Linked DNA regions of Mus musculus: all the other regions are linked to region 2. A link is a contact called in public promoter capture Hi-C data. All regions are on one chromosome and are shown on one strand. The core of a region is the stretch at or near the end of the contact, and the rest is flanking DNA. Distances in the headings are between cores, read along the strand shown.

What was found. Promoter capture Hi-C pulls out the DNA fragments that hold promoters and counts their contacts.
Region 1: a contact with region 2 is called in a promoter capture Hi-C map of pre-B cells. The contact joins the promoter of Grhl1 here to the promoter of Pnn in region 2. A contact is called at or near these places in 3 of 39 promoter capture datasets (the HPC-7 cell line, cranial neural crest and pre-B cells).
Region 3: a promoter capture Hi-C map of pre-B cells shows a contact between it and region 2. The contact joins the promoter of Odc1 here to the promoter of Pnn in region 2. A contact is called at or near these places in 3 of 39 promoter capture datasets (cranial neural crest, frontonasal cranial neural crest and pre-B cells).

Annotation. Positions count from the first base shown.
Region 1 is chr12:24,570,363-24,573,692 of GRCm38.p6, forward strand. It overlaps Grhl1 (grainyhead like transcription factor 1), which reads left to right and starts at 1,925. Exons shown (of 16, transcript NM_001161406.1): 1 at 1,925-2,096. The coding sequence starts at 2,077.
Region 2 is chr12:59,065,336-59,068,520 of GRCm38.p6, forward strand. Pnn (pinin) reads left to right here and starts at 1,584. Exons shown (of 9, transcript NM_008891.2): 1 at 1,584-1,780; 2 at 2,444-2,515; 3 at 2,950-3,018. The coding sequence starts at 1,668.
Region 3 is chr12:17,542,874-17,546,156 of GRCm38.p6, forward strand. Odc1 (ornithine decarboxylase, structural 1) reads left to right here and starts at 2,000. Exons shown (of 12, transcript NM_013614.2): 1 at 2,000-2,295. It overlaps Gm22748 (a small nucleolar RNA gene), which reads left to right and starts at 3,273; the gene lies at 3,273-3,283.

The DNA.
Region 1 (3,330 bases), core at 675-3,174, about 34 Mb before region 2:
GAGGTGAGAGGCAGCTAGCACAGGACAAAGGCATGGTCAGCCCTTAGCAAGAACACACCTGTCTCCCTGGTCCATCATCTCTCAGTGGCCTCCCAGCTCACCTGACTGCCCTCTCTGCTCTCCTGGCTCTTCTCCCTCTGAGCCTTTGATGTTGGAGGCTCCAGGACCCAGGGGCTCCTCCCTGCCTTAGGGCTTCAGCCATTTCAAGGCTTTGAATTCTTCCCTCAGGATGATCTTGCCCAGAGGTCAATTTTTGGTCCAGATCTCCCACTGGAACTCCAGTCTAGTATCCATCTGCGTGACTCATGTACTCAGAAGGAAAATGAATTTTAAACTTAGCACATCCTAAACAGGACCCTTGCCCACTTATAAACTGCTATGTCTGCTGTCCCTCGCCATCTCAGAGGCAGCAGTCACTCTATCCAGCTGCTCAGCTGAAACCTCTGGTCGTTCTGAACAAGAATGACTTTGGTTGCTGTTGTCAAAGTTTCACTTTGGGCCTGGCCTGGAACTGGAGAGCCTCCTGCCTCAACTCCTGAGTCCTGGGATTGTCTGCACACCATCTGTCAGAGGTGCTCTCTAACCTGCCCTTTGGGTCTCAGAGAATCCTGTTCGTTTGAACACAGAGGCATCTAGAATTCAAACCCTTCTCAGTGTCCCATCACCCCGGGTCATGCTTCTGGCTACTATTTATCTTTTGCTTGTCTCTTTTGAAATTGCCTCCTGCTGATTCCCTACCATTCAGTGACCAGATTATTTGAAAACACGAGTGAAGTCTGTCTATGCCCTACCGCAAGTCCTTCAAAGCTTCCTCACTTAAGGCCTTACAGAAACCCGCGGGGCTCTACAGTTTGCACCAGTGCCCAGTTACTCTCTGGCCACACTGCTTTCCTAGCTCCTCAGTGGACACACTCGTGTCTCCTCTATCACGGTCTATAGCTGTGCCTTCACCCTTATGCCCACCCCCTCGCCATCTACATCTTTAAACCCAGAGAGCTCCACTCTACTTTCCCCATCCACCTGCAAAGAGTGCCATCTCTCTCCGCACACCAAAGGAGTCACCGTGACTCTCAAAGTAGGACGCTCTAGGAGGCAGGAAAATTTGCCTGCTCTGTCTCTGCCTTGTCCTCTCTGTCTAGGTCCCTGTCTCTACTGTTGTAGGCCTGAGGCTGAGGTTAAAGAAACCGACCCATAGGAAAATGGTTTAAAAAGGGGTTAGGATATGGGAGGAAAAAGTGGAAGCCAATCTGGAGCTGGCCAAACAGAAAGACCACACAGGTAGTAGGTAGGGGTTGAGGATGCTAAAGTCCAAATATAGCGCTGGGCAGATGAAGAGCCAAGCAAGTTCAGATGCCCTCAGGAGGCTGGTGGGGACCTCTGGGGCTTGGGAAGGTGTCTTAGAGTGATGCTTTTGACACTTGATAGGTGCCCAATAAACAGGGACCGCTGGCCGGGGAAACGTGGGTTATTAAGAGGCTGTGCAGATTGGCGACTGTCACATGGTGGGCACTGAGAGATGAACCAGAAGGAAACCTCCAAACCTGCACAGCTGCAAAGAAATTCCCTAGGTATTTCCCAGGCAGAGGCCTTGGGGCCGGAGAACTGACCGCGAGAGAGAACTGGAAGGTGAAACGCGCCCACGCGGGTGTGCGCCGAAGCCTCTCGGCGCCGGCGGCACTACCGGCCGGCGCCACCGGGGCCAGCCGCGCGCAAGCTCCCCAGCGCCGCTGAGCACCGCCGAGCACCGCGTGGCCCCCGCCCTCCGGTCCGCCCCCAGGCTCCTCCCCAGAGCTCCATCTCACCAATCAGGAGGAGCTCCCTCCTCCCAGTTCCAGAAGCTCCGCCTTGGGCCGGAGCTCCGCCAGCCAATGGGAGGCCGAGCCCAGCGCCCAGTGCGCGCAGCCCGCGCCGAGCCGGCTCAGAGCGAGAAAAGCGAACCCAACCCGTCGGGGCCGCCGCTCCGGACCCACCGCCTGCCGCCGCGCGCCGCCCGCCGCCGCCTCCTCCCCCCGGATCGGGTGTACTGTCCCAACCCGAAAGTCCAGTTCTGCGGCCCGGCAGCGGCGAGCGAGCGCGATGACACAGGAGTACGACAAGTGAGTGAGGCGCGGGCGCGAGTCCGGCCAGGGCCCGGGGGCCACCGCACCTGCCGCGGCGACGGCGCGGGTTCCGGGAGCTGGGAGGACAGGCTGGGTGGGGCGAGGCTAGGGGGTGGGGGGGGACACTCGGCCTGTCGTCTAAGGGCTCCCGGGCTCCCGGGCCCCGCGCTCATGGACCGGTGGGGACGGGTGGACCCTGGGCAGCCTCCTGTCACCTGCGGAGCTGCCGGAGCGAGAGATCTAGGGGAAGGTTGAAGTGTCCGCTGCCCGCGCGTTTTCTTCACTCCGGCTGCTGTGTGAGAAATCTGCTGTGGGTGTTCTTGGGCCCTTGCATCACCGATGGTAATTACAGAAGACTATTTTTGCCGTTTGGGAATATCAAGAGGAAGAAACTGCACGCAGGGTGATAAAGTTAGAGACCACTGTCGAATCGGGATTGCTTTTTAGAGTTTGGGACATAAGAAAGCAGCGAGAAATGTTCAGTGATGATGTAAGATGTGATCAGACGTTGGCAGGACTTGTGTGGGGGCAGTTCTCGATTTTACTCGCAACTTTTCTATAAATATGAAGATGTTCTGAAAGATCAAGTCTGTCTTATCTCGGCTCAGTAAATCTGGAGTGAAGAATTGGTTTCATAGTTAACTTGTTAAGGGTGGATTTTTCTCATGCTTGTTTTCTGATGAAGGTTAGCTGAGTGTGGAATCAGTAAGAGATTAATCTTGTCTTGTAGAAAATGAAGTTCAGGTAGTGCTCGGCTTTCCTTTTAGAATCCTGACCTATAACTCTTGAAGGTCTGAGGCTCATTTGAAAACACCCATGAACCTTCAGGGCCGGAGCAACAACTTGCTCTTCTTGAAGAAGTGGGCTGCAATTGTTCATGTGTTTATTTCTCTACTTACTGACTAGGCAAAAGTCCCAGTGCCAGCCTCTTGGCCTTAGGCATACTTTGGAAATATAAAATGCCTTCAGGGTAATTGCAGACATAAAGCCACTTGGAAAATATTTATTTTCTGATGCTTGTACCAATGTTGGATGGGATGGGAGAAGGGAAGCTTGAAAAACTAGCATTACGACTGTTGAGCGAGCCAACTGCTGTCAGAGTCTTCTGGAAGTGGCTATTAGACTATTAATAATAGCTCAGCAGTACACCAGAGACTCTCACCACGGAACCGGAACCGCCATCTCTATCGGCCTCAGGACCCAAAGGCTTGCTTGCGGGGAATGCTAGGTT
Region 2 (3,185 bases), core at 334-2,833:
CACAGATAAACATGAGGGCAAAATACCCATACATGCAAAATAATAGTAAAATTTAAAAGATCCTATCTTTTATGTATAGATAACTCAGTGAAACCTTGTTTACAATTAGAATTAAATAATTTTTAGACTTAATTGCTTTTTACCAAAGAAAAAATCTTGGTTTTCTATATTGCTTCCTGCTAATATGCTATACACCTTCAAGCTTCTTCAAAGATATTTCCTGTCACCCTCTCCTTTTCTCCCTTTCTCTCTCTCCCTCTCCCCCTCCCCACCCTTCTCTCTGAGGGGGAGTAAGTATTTCCAGACAGGATTCTCTGGCTGTCCTGGAACTAGCTCTGTAAACCAGGCTAATCCACCTGCCTCAACCTGTCATGTGCTGGGATTAAAAGGCATGTTACCACCTGACTTTTCTCTTCTTCTTCTTCTTCTTCTTCTTCTTCTTCTTCTTCTTCTTCTTCTTCTTCTTCTTCTTCTATTTCTTCTTCTTCTTCTCCTCCTCCTCCTCCTCCTCCTCCTCCTCCTTCTCCTCCTTCTCCTCCTCCCCTTCCCCCCTTCTTCTTTTTGGTTTTGGTTTTATTCAAGACTGGGTTTTTCTGTGTATCCTTGGCTGTCATGGTATTCGTTTTGTAGATAACAGGTGCTGTTAACATTGATAAGATAATGAAATTCTTCCTCACCTATCCAGTTATGAGCCTCCACACAAATAGCATACAGGATAAGACCAAGTTACTGTTACTAAAAACAAAACAAAAATTCTTGTTCCTTTTCAGGGAGAAAACTTGTAAGGATTTGACCTTTGCATTTGTGTAACATTTTTCCGAACTAAAACGTGTACCTCTATGTCAAGTACAAAACCAGCGTCCATATTGGCATTGTGGGTAGGGCAAAGTGGAATCCAGAAAATACACACAGGAAACCACTGGCAACTTCTCCAGACCCTCTATTATACCCGCAGGCATTAGGCCCTGCTGGAAACAACTTTGCTCAGGATCAGAATATAAATTGCCTCTTCATCGAGATCTGACGACCTGTTGGACCTAGGTCCGCAGCCTCAATTTCCTTATCATTAAGCACCATCTCATTCAAGTTTCTAGTTTTTAACGACTAAGGCACGCAAAGCGATTCTCAGTGTCCACAATAACTATTAGCTGTTAGGATGAAGACTCCTGGTGGTTCAGTTCACTAATGGAAGACAGCCTGCGCCTCCCTGCACTCTGGGCATGCGCAACAGCCATTATTTGCCATGCCCTTTTCTGATTAAACCTCTTGGGGAAGGAAAAAAAGGATGTATAGCCTCTTCCGTCCCATGGGAAGAGTTTAGGCGCACTATGAAGTCAGCGACATGTCAAGTTTAAGAGGATGCCTTTGCAGACCCCCGAGATTGGATCTATCACACCGACGTAATCCCTCCCCGCTCTGCGCAAGCAGCGGAGCGCAACCACGGCAGGCGGCGAGGGGAGGAGCTGAGTGACTTGCCGGCTTCTCATTGGTCCAGAATCACGGATCGACAAGCTTCTTCCCCTTCCGGTCCTCGGGTGGTCCAGGCCCGAGAAGAAGCCCGCGATCATTGGCTGGGGCCGGCTGTCAGTCCTTCCGCGTGGAGCGGCGGGCGCGGTGCGGCGCTGCGCGGCCTGGAGAGCGGTCGCGAAGCCTGCTGCAGAGAGAAGATGGCGGTCGCCGTGAGAGCTTTGCAGGAGCAGCTAGAGAAGGCCAAAGAGAGCCTCAAGAATGTGGACGAGAATATCCGCAAGCTCACCGGGCGGGACCCGAATGATGTGAGGTACGGATCGGACGGAACCCCAGAGGTTGGCGAGGTCCGGGGCCTCGGGGCCGGGCGCACCCGGGACAGAGGGCAACCGGCCGCTTGTGGGCCGACTGGGGTCAAGGGGCCCGTTTCCCGGGCGGCGGGCGAGCCCTCTGCTCGGCTAGGCGGGGAGACGCCATGCCTGCGCCTAGGGCACTGGGTGCGAGTGCTTGCGAATGGAAGGAAGGCCCGCCCGGCTGCCCGGCGTGGTTTCCGCGCCCCCGGGAAGGCCGAGACCACGGCTTCCCGCCCTTGGCGCTGCAGGCCCGGAACTGCAGTACAAAGCCCCTTTCCACCCCTGCGGCTCCGAACCCTTGTCAAGTCGGAGACCCCCGGGGGAAGCAGTGGCTGCCTCTCCCTGCTGGCTTGGGTGTCCTTCCCTTGAGGTTGGCAGATAGGACCTGACCCAGACTTATTAATATGTAGCAGTCTCGAGATACATATATTTTCGTAACGGTGGTCTTGGGGAAGCAAGAAAGAGGATTTTAATGTTTGGTTTCGAAGAAGTGGATCTGAAACGGTCATTTTAGAATTATTTGTGTTCATTTCTACGTAGTGTGTACCTTAGTGTGTGGAAGTATATGAAGCCCTCTCATGTGTCTGCATAGGACTTTTACACTGATTATAATTCTTTTTTAGGCCCATCCAAGCCAGATTGCTGGCCCTTTCTGGTCCTGGTGGAGGTAGAGGACGAGGTAGCTTATTGCTAAGGTAAGGAGATGATAACTGCCTTGTTTCTAATAAATGTATTGCAAAAGTAGAGGTTGGAGAATATTAGAACAGTTTCATATGCACTACACTTGGGAGGCAGAGGCAGGCGGATTTCTGAATTCAAGGCCAGCCTGGTCTACAAAGTTACAAAGTGAGTTCCAGGACAGCCAGGGCTATACAGAGAAACCCTGACTGGGGGGTGGGGGTGGGGGGGGGACAGTTTCATATAAACTTAACTGTTTTTAAGTTCTGTTAAGGCTTTTGACATCTAAGAATGTAATTGGTGGTAGGGTGTTGTTCATGTAATTGTTTGCTTAAGTTTGCTTCACTTGTGTTTTTCTTCTTTATGAAATCAACTAAATTCTCTAGTCGACTAGAAATACCAGTTTCTGCTAATGTTTCTCGAGCTTTAGGTTGGATGTTTCTCATTGCAGGCGTGGATTCTCAGATAGTGGAGGAGGACCCCCAGCCAAACAAAGAGACCTGGAAGGGGCAGTCAGTAGGTATGGTTTCAAAAGATGTCTGGAGAGTCAGTACCCATCTTGTTTTCTGGGACACTACAGATATTTCTATGTCATTGGGATTGATTTGAACTGGGCTAGCCCAGTTTACAGAACTCAGTGGGATTAGAAGTAACACGTTCTGTTTTGTACTTTAAAAAACACCAAGA
Region 3 (3,283 bases), core at 750-3,249, about 42 Mb before region 2:
CCCGAGGGTTTGGGCAGGAATTGGAATGTGGGTGGGTTGGTGCCATACATACATAGGCAGTTGTGATAGAGCCAGAGTAGTTTATAATTTGGAATGGTCTCCTGGTCTTCCTGACCAAGACCTGCGCTCTTCTTCCCAGGTAAGGTTTCCAAAACTAAAACACTATGATTATCTCCCATCACAGAGATAAAGATGCTAATTGAACGCTTGGGGCTGTATGTTCTTTGACTGGTCAAAACAGCTAATCTGGTCCTTGGGGAAGAAAAGGGTTGTTAGGAGGGGATCCCATACCCTTCTCCTGCTCTGCATGGTACCTTGTGACTGCTCCAGGATTATATAAAACTAAGGAAGAGCAGGGTGCCCAAGAGAAGAGTGAAATGCCCATCCCATCGTTGTATGGACAGCTTGCTTGATGCTTTTGTGGCTCTTGTTTCTTTCTGCAGAAGCCATGATTCAGGGAGAAGTGAATCACTCGTTCTTTCATTCACTCATTCAACAAATATCTATGGACTATGACCCAGGCTTGGAAGTGTGTACTAAGGTTTTTCCTCCCAGGACTTTGTGGTTGTAAAAGACCCTTGGGTACATGAGACCAAGGCTTGCACAAAACTGCACAACAGTTTGGGAGTGGAGCTGGGTTGTGGATTTTCTCTAGGGACCTCTGGAGAAAAGCCAGTGGGGTTTGTTTGTTTGACTTTGTTTTGTGATAGGGTCTCACTATGTAGCCGTGGTTGGTCTGGAACTCTTTGTAGACTATACTGGTCTCAAACTTAAGAGATTTAGCTGGTCAGAGAAGGAACATACCTTTAATCCCAGCATTCTTGAGGCAGAGGCAGGTAGAGTTCCACTAAAGCCAGGGCTAAACTGAGAGGCCAGGTCTCAAAAACAAACCACCCAAACCAAACAAAAAACAAATAAACAAAAGCCTGCCTCTGCCTGAGTACTGGGATTAAAGGTGTGGGTCATCTGGCCCTGCTCAGGCCCTTGAAAAGCTTCAAGTTTTTTCCTTTGCTGTGATTCAAGTTAGTTTTTTGGTACTGCTATGGTATCTCAACGTCTGGGCTGGGAGAGGGGTTTTAACTGAGAATTAACAAACCATTAACATCGTATACATAGTATACATAGTAACAAATTGTAGTGTTCGTGTGTTTTTCCAATACTGAATATGTAAGTCAGTCCCACTTGTTCTTTAACAATGTAACTTTGGTGGATACAAATTTACTGCCCAGACTCTGTTCGCATTCAGGCTTCTCAAAGTTGTAGCTACCCTGAAAGACAGAATAAGAGAGACAGCTGGTGGCTGTCCACCACCTCTTACCTTGTCCCTAACACGCCTTTCAATACGACCCTTGCTTAGATAGAAGGCGTACTTAGCATGCAACTGATGCCTAACATCTAGTTGGAAGCCACCAACATAACACGGAGTGGCCGGGTCAGCCTCCGCGGGCTTGTCTCTCAGCAAGCTTTCAGGCTTAGGCATACAGGGTCGTGATGCAGGGTCAGTCTGCGCCACCAAGTCTAGTCTATGTGGCCGGCGCACAGCTCACGGCCCATCCATCCTCCGCTTGCATCTGCGATACGCCTGCCCCGCTAGGGAATACCACCCCCTGAATGGAAAGCCGAGGAAGAATTTTGCTAGTCTTCCAGGTCTGGGTTCAGCCGTTAGGACCTGGAGAGGGGGAAGAGATTGTGTGCCTAGGCGGAGAGGTAGGGGGCGAGAGACTGGCGACCAGGTACATGTGCGCATGCACCAGCCGACTCCCGCCCGCTGCCCATAGGGCCCTGCGGCATGCTGGCAGCCAGGACTGGTGATGTGGTGCGCGTGCGCAGGCCTGCCGCAGGGCGTGTCCGACACGAGGCCCGGCGGGGAGCGCGGGGCGTATGGGCGGGTGGGTGGGCACGCGCTGCGCCCCGCCCCACTGACGCGCCCGGCCCGCGTCCCCCGCCTCCGGCGCCGGGACCCGGGTTGGCCGCCACGGAGTCCCCGCCCCTCCCCCGCGCCTCCCGGCCGGAACCGATCGCGGCTGGTTTGAGCTGGTGCGTCTCCATGACGACGTGCTCGGCGTATAAGTAGCGGCGCGTCGCACCGTCGGGCTTTGTCAGTCCCTGCAGCCGCCACCGCCGGCCGCCCTCAGCCAGCAGCTCGGCGCCACCTCCGGTCGGCGTCTGCGGCGGGCTCGACGAGGCGGCTGACGGGGCGGCGGCGGCGGGCGGACGGACGGACGGACGGGCGCTCCTCGGGGTTTGGCGGCGGCGCCTCCATGGGTCAGGCCAGCCGGGCCACCGTGCTGTGAGGTGAGCGGGACGCGGGAGGGATGTGCGGCCACGTGTCGCGAGGCCCGGACTGCGGCCGCCGGCAGGGGACACGTGGCCCGGGACCGGTGACCTTGCGAGCCGCCGCCCTGAAGGCAGCTGCTCCTGGACCTCGGCTGCAAGCCCTCGGATCCCCCCATGGGAGCCCTCTTCGCGTCAGCCGGACTCAGCGCTCCACTTGCCCGGGTGATGATGGAGGGCAAGCCCGCGGCAGGTGCAGGGGAGCGCGGCCGCGAGCAGCGGTCCTGCAGTTAGTTTCCTGCTGCTTTCTTTAGTTTCACTACGTGTACAGAGCAGAGGCGATGACCCGGAGTGGAAGTTGGTAGACCAAATTTAGTCTGGGAGTCACTGCTAATGAATACCCACCAGCTGTGACTTGGAATTAGAACTCCTTGAATGACTTAGTGGTTTAGGGGAAAACGGGTTCCCGGCTGTCCCGGAAACCCTACTCAGAATCCTCAATAACTGGAAAAAGTGTGGGGGGCAGAGCCTGTCAGGAATGTCTGGGAGAGGACAAAGAATGTAGTGGTTTGTTTTATTCAAACCTAAGATCGGGCAGACTTTGACTGATTGGAATTCTTTTCTGTTTTAATTGGCTTATATCTTCCAGAGTTACCTTCTTGTGCTAATTGTCTGACACGATTTAGCTACTTCCCATACCAAAATGTGTTAGTAACATTTTTCTTTCAGATCTTATCTATTATATTATTTAGGCAAAGCTACAGAAAGGCAAAACAGTATCTCAAAGCTTTTCGTGTTTAAACCGGAAGGTTGCCTGGAAAATACTTAAGACCTAAAATTACAAAGTTACTGCCAAAGCCCATTCATCAGTTGTAAATGATATACAACGAGTTGGCTGGCTCTCTTCTCTAGTCTTAACTTAGGAGAGGTTTAGGCAGCTAACGGAAGTTGACATTGCCAAAAGTCTCGTTAAATTAAGGCTTAACATGTTTAACCATGCATGGATTTG